Linked DNA regions of Mus musculus: region 1 is linked to region 2. Evidence: chromatin contacts called from public promoter capture Hi-C data. All regions are on one chromosome and are shown on one strand. Each heading gives the region's core, a stretch centred on a gene start, on an enhancer-like site or on the middle of the called end of the contact. The rest is flanking DNA. Distances are from core to core; before and after follow the strand shown.

Region 1 (3,034 bases), core at 413-2,912, 150 kb before region 2:
GCCACTGACCTCTGGAGAGTCTCTTATCTCTGTCTTCCCAGAGCTAGGATTACAGGCTTATACCACCATGGGGCTCTGGGGGGTGGGGGTGGGGTGGGGGTAGAACTCAGCTCTTCCTGCTTACATGACAAGTCCTTTTCCTACTGAGCTGTAGCTCAAATATTAGTATCTGTTCACAGAGATATCTGCTTACTGCCGGCCAGCTTCCAGACAATGCAACACCATGGGATGCTTGAATCCACACTTCAAAGTGCTTGCCTTTTCTGGCGTAGGACAAGTCAAAACACACCAGGAAGTCCATGTAAAAAGTCATAGGCACACTTGAATGGTGGGTGGCGCATGCCTGTAATCTCAATATGGGGGTAAGTAGTCAGAGGGCAGGCAGAGGCAGGACAACAAGTCTGAAGCCAGTTGTGACTGCACAGCAACCAGTCAGAGCGACACAGTGAGACCCTGTCTCTGTAAAATCAGAGAGCTAGGGACAGATCAGTGGTAGAGTCCTTGTCTGGGTGGCACAGGCTTTGTGTTCAGGCCCCAAGACCTCATGATAAGAACTCTACTCAACGGATACAGGCACATCAGACATCTCATTTCAATGTTTCAAGATGCATTTGGGAGAAGGTTTTTTTCCTTAAGAACACGCTTTTCTAATACTTAGTAAGATCTGCCATTTGCTTGCTATACTATTTTGAGACCCATAATATTCCTACAGAAAGTGCATGTGATGATATTTCAATACCATGACTCAATGTATTTATCACACGAGGCTCTTAAAAAATTTGGGGTGCGCCGGGCAGTGGTGGCGCATGCCTTTAATCCCGGCACTTGGGAGGCAGAGAAAGGTGGATTTCTGAGTTCGAGGCCAGCCTGGTCTACAGAGTGGGTTCCAGGACAGCCAGGGCTACACAGAAAAACCCTGTCTCAAAAACAAAAAACAAAACAAAACAAAACAAAAAAAAAACAAAAACATTTGGGATGCATGAATTTGAAGTGTAAATATAAACAGCGTCCACCTTGGGTTTCTCAACAAGAAACACACTTTTCAGTTGGACAGTTCTCTCATTTGAGAATACAATTTTAATTAAAAAAAATCCTTTAGAAGTAATGAGAAATAGTAAGAGAAAAAATTATAAAGTTTTTGTAACAAATACATGTAAAGCAAGACTCTCCAGAAAAAGACTCCTGTACAGAGTCTATATCGTAATTAAACACACTCTACTAGAATCAAATCCAGAGAATCTCCTGCTTTTGAATACACATAAATTGAAACGTTAAAATATCACTCAAAGAGGGAAGCTACATTGTGTTGTATCTGAAATTGAGACTGTTTTTCAATGGCTGGCCTGAATGAATATATGTGTCTTGTAACACATATCAAAACCAGCAAGGCCTCTCTCTGTGGTGTAACACTCGTTTTTTTCCAGTGGACGATAGAGTCATTTTTTACCTACTGTAGTTTTCATGAGGTAGAGAACCATTAAAAAGGAAAGGAAACAAACACTACCCCAGTCATCAGGTCTAGGATGCTGAGATCTTGGGGACAGCCCTTGGGTCCTAGGAAAAGAGCACAAACCCACAAGCAAATGTGTTTCTAACACTGTCTTCTGTCCATCCGCACCTCTGCATAGCAAGGTAGTTAATAATTACCTATTCGGATGTTAACCTTCTCCCTGTTACAATTAAGCATTCAGTGGCCTGTGATGGAAATTCCCAAGGAAGGTAACTCATCTGGTTTGGACTCCAAAAAGAATACTCCAAAAGGAGGGACTGGTAACTGTCCATCACACTAGGGATGGTTCAGAAAGCTTTTTGGAAAACTGCTAAAAGGCTTGCTCTTCCCCCGTACTAAATACGAAACAACTAACACTAGGGATACCTTAGGAGAACCTAGCACAGGCAGCAAATGTAACTGTTAGCCAGCACACTTGTGCTATCTATCACAAGCTGTTTCCCTCTGGAAGAAGTCTTAAGCCAGATGTGACAAGGCCCGCCATCTATCTCCTAGCCAGATGTCAGCATCTCCTCACTGGACCACTGTTAGTGATATCAGTTCCAAATTGTTCATTGGTTTGTATTGAGGGGTGTCATCTCAGGTCTGGCACTCGTGCACCAGGTACAAAGTCCTCCTCAGGCATTCCGCTGGAGCATGTTGCTTTGTTGTGATGCTCTGGGGTGTACCAGGTACTGTGTGCTAATATTCTGGCAAGGGCTCCTCTCTCCATTCATGCTGCACTAATATCTGGGTGTCCCCCACAGGCTCCCCCTTCTACTCACCTCTCTCTATGATAATCATAAACAGCAGCTTATGATTCTTCTTTCTTTTTTACCTGACAAACTTCCAAAAAAAAAAAAAAAAAGGTAAAATGACTGGAAGAGTGTTAAGATACTAAACCACGAACATAGCAGAAAGCACTCTATAGAAGCCTACTGGAGAAGAAAAGCTTGTCAACTGTCAAGCACCTGAAACTAGAATTATGACACAGCCAGCAATCTCCCATAAAGGATACTTATTTGAGAGAGACGGCAGGCATCTGAACAAGCCCATTCAGCAATGTACACTTCTTCTCTACGTACAACAGCGAGGAAGAAGAAAGGACTCACATAGCATCAATGGATGATTAGGTGGGTGAAATGTAGGTTACTTCTGCAGTAGATACAGTGAAGAGTTACTCACATGAACAAGGAGAAAATAACCAGGACAAAACATCCCAAAGGCAAGAAGCTGAACTCAAGACTGGTTTTATTCACATGACATATCCAGAAAGGGTAACACTATGGAGAAAGGACGCATAGTGCTGGTGGCTAGAGCCTGGGATGAAGGGAACCGGGCTCTGCTGTAGGCAAGTGTCAGGGAAAATGGTAGCCATAACTAGACAGTCATAGCTACACTTTGTGGTTGAAGTGAAGGTACCTAAGTCGATCAGGTTAAAATGGTGAAGACAGTGAATCTTATGCCATTTGTCACAATGAAAAAAGTCAGAATGGATATGAACAACACTCATATCATTCCCAAGGGGATATGATGGCTGACCTT
Region 2 (2,701 bases), core at 156-2,655:
AGTTTCTAAGCGAACAAGAACGTGACCATTTTTAAATTTAGACAAGCCACGATTATTCTCCCACAAACACAATCAATACCCTGAATCAGATTGCAAGAAAATGCGCGCGCGCGGGCACACACACACACACACACACACACACACACATTACACACACATTTTGTGAAAATTGGTGGATCTTTTTAAGCATTCTTGATTCCCGGGAGCTTCGAGGGGGTGGGGGAGGGCGTAAAACTAAAGGAAAGCCATGAATGAGCTAACAGATGTCAAGCTAAGTAAACCGATGTTTCAAGCCTGCTCCAGGGTGTTAATGTAGTTATTTGTCTATTTATTTTCCTAAAGCAGATCATGAATGTACACACATAATTTTTTTCAGTCTCAAAAGTTAAGCGAAAGAGTTATTTTCCTCCTCCTGACACGCACAACTTCCCCAAGCGCACCCCCTCCCCCTCTCCAGGATAACTAAGGTTCCTCGTGTCCCCTTCAGGATGCATTCCACCAGCACGCATTACCCTTACTCGGTGCCTACATCGCTGCCAGCCCCAGGGCTTAAAGAGCAAGGTCTGTGGGGCGGCAGGCAAAGAAACTGGAAGCTACTGTTGTTTCTCAAGCACCTGGTTTTTGTTGTTGTTGTTGTTGTTTTGGTTTGGTTTGGTTTTTCTTGGTGCAAGTTGCTCTCGGATGCCATAGGTGGGGGGGGGCGTGGGGAGGCGGGGGCAGGGAGAACCCACCTCCAGCCGCCCCTTGGCAGCTGCTACCTTATCCGAAGGCTCTGCATTTTTATGCCCCAATTTCGAAAGCATGCTGCCTTGCCCCTTCGCTCCCTACTAAGTCTATCGACTCACCTTCAAAGAGGGGGGTTAAAAAGAAAAGAAATCCGAACTGAAGGTTAACTTTGCCAGCCAGGTGACTTCCCCGTTAAAGGTGCAGAGGACGCGGATCGTGTCCTCAGGCAAGTTCGGCCTGGCGGTGAACACGATACCCAAAGACGCCCGTCGCAGCTGGGCCCGTCCGGTGCCCCGCGCCCGGCGTTGCTTTTCCGGAGAGAATGCTCGCGGTAGAAGCCCCGCGCACTCGCCTCCCTACTCCCTGGGGACGCTGGGGCTGCGGCGCCCGCTAGGAGCTCGCGCTCCGGGCGGGTGCCAAACTCCGGTCCAGTCTGGGAGTAGCAAGACCCGGCGATAAGCAGAGTCAATGTCCCCTCCCAGGAGCCCCAGGCCCCCATCCAGGAACTCGGGGCTCCCACAAAGTCCCCGTGTCCCCTAGTCTCCTGGGATCCCAACCCCAGCCCACCGTTCCCGCAAAGGTTGGGGATGGGGAAGGGAGACAGCCACAGGTGGGGGGCTCTCACCTGCTCAAGATCGGGGCTCCCCGCGCCCACTGGGGACGAGGTGCCCGAGCAGGCCATACGGTGGGTACTCGCGCGCTCCGCCTTCCAGGAACTCGGCTCTGCGCTCGAGTCGGCGTCTCCTCAACCCCCGATCCAGGGACTGCACCCCCAGGAGGGAAAGTGGGGGTGAAAGTTGGGCCACGGCTCGGGAACGCGCAGCGCCGCCCCGCGCCTTCTCCTCCCCCTGCCGGGCGCCGCCAGGTGCTGCTCGGTTGGCTTGCGGGGGGCGGGACAGCCAGGTGGAGGCGCGGCGACCCGCCCGGCCCACTGCCGCCCGAGCATGCCCAGTGCTGTCCGCCGCAGGGTCCCCCAGACAACGAGGGCAGAGCTGCCTTAAGAGCTCCTGGGGCGTTGGAAGAAGGTTGGGCGGGGGGTGCGGAGCAACAGCGAGGTACACCCCGCCCCTCCCGGGTGGACTGGCTCCCAACAGCATCCCCACGATGTCCTCCCTAGTGATTGGGCTGGTGTTTGTCTGAACTTAGGAGAGCACTGGGCAGCGGTGTAGCTTTCGCTTATATTGTTCATTTTAGAGCGTAAAATCCACCAGGTACGGTAACTGCAGACACACTCCTCAAAAGAGAGTTCCAGTCTCGGGTCCACGCCGTCTGAGAACCTCTCGTCGCGCTGATGACTCACAACTAGATGCTCAGAGGAGCCCCCCGCCCGCGCGCCCCACGGAGCCAGGAGCTGAGACAGGGGCTGAGCCCTAGTTGGCTAGGAAGCTGAGAGCCGGATCTCAGAGTGTCCTCATTTCTAAGAGGTCAGATGACAAGGGACAGCTGGCTGTCCAGGCCACTGGGAACTCCAGTAGAACTTATCCTGGTGGGTGGGGGTCGGAGCAGAAAAGCATCTATACGAGCCAGGGGTCTCTCAAAGGAAGCACCTTCCCCAGCGTTTGTGCCAATTAGCACGAGGGACACAGCCAGTAATGTATCCCTGCACATCCTGATTCTGTTCTGGCTGTAAAGATAAAAGTTTTCTCTCAACCAATAGCCAGTCTCTCCTCTTTCCTCTCTCCTCTCTCCTCTCTCCTCTCTCCTCTCTCCTCTCTCCTCTCTCCTCTCTCTCTTCCTCCTCCTCTCTCTCCTCCTCCTCCTCTCTCTCCTCCTGCTCCTCTCTCTCTTCCTCCTCCTCCTCCTCTCTCTTCCTCCTCCTCCTCCTCCTCTTCCTCCTCCTCCTCCTCCCCTCCTCCTCCCCCCCCCTCCTCCTCCTCTTCTTCTTTTTTTCCTTTTTATCACACAGAGGCAGGGACCCAAGCACCTGGAGTCTAGGTAGAATGGAAACACTACTTTCATGGTTCTTGTTCATTGT

Evidence for each region. Capture Hi-C pulls out chosen DNA fragments and counts their contacts.
Region 1: a promoter capture Hi-C map of pancreatic islet shows a contact between it and region 2. The contact joins two enhancer-like sites. A contact is called at or near these places in 4 of 39 promoter capture datasets (embryonic stem cells, stem cell-derived epiblast-like cells and trophoblast stem cells), 2 of 484 Hi-C or Micro-C datasets (embryonic fibroblasts and reprogramming fibroblasts), 4 of 115 datasets of contacts at active chromatin or transcription factors (all in embryonic stem cells) and 3 of 9 other capture datasets (embryonic stem cells, liver and pancreatic islet).

The regions. Positions count from the first base shown.
Region 1 is chr10:69,548,044-69,551,077 of GRCm38.p6, reverse strand. All of the region lies in intron 1 of Ank3 (ankyrin 3, epithelial), which reads right to left. Gm51806 (a long non-coding RNA gene) reads right to left here. Exons shown (of 2, transcript XR_003949008.1): 2 at 2,316-3,034. All of the region lies in intron 1 of Gm33464 (a long non-coding RNA gene), which reads left to right. Among named protein-coding and RNA genes, the nearest start is that of Gm33464, 13 kb to the left of the region's middle. Within about 2 kb of position 1,662, at least 8 of the 459 cell types and tissues checked have an H3K27ac peak or open chromatin away from gene starts, as enhancers often do. A contact at or near this core is called in pancreatic islet, where this site is marked.
Region 2 is chr10:69,397,780-69,400,480 of GRCm38.p6, reverse strand. No RefSeq gene overlaps it. Among named protein-coding and RNA genes, the nearest start is that of Cdk1, 46 kb to the right of the region's middle. Within about 2 kb of position 1,405, at least 66 of the 459 cell types and tissues checked have an H3K27ac peak or open chromatin away from gene starts, as enhancers often do. A contact at or near this core is called in pancreatic islet, where this site is marked.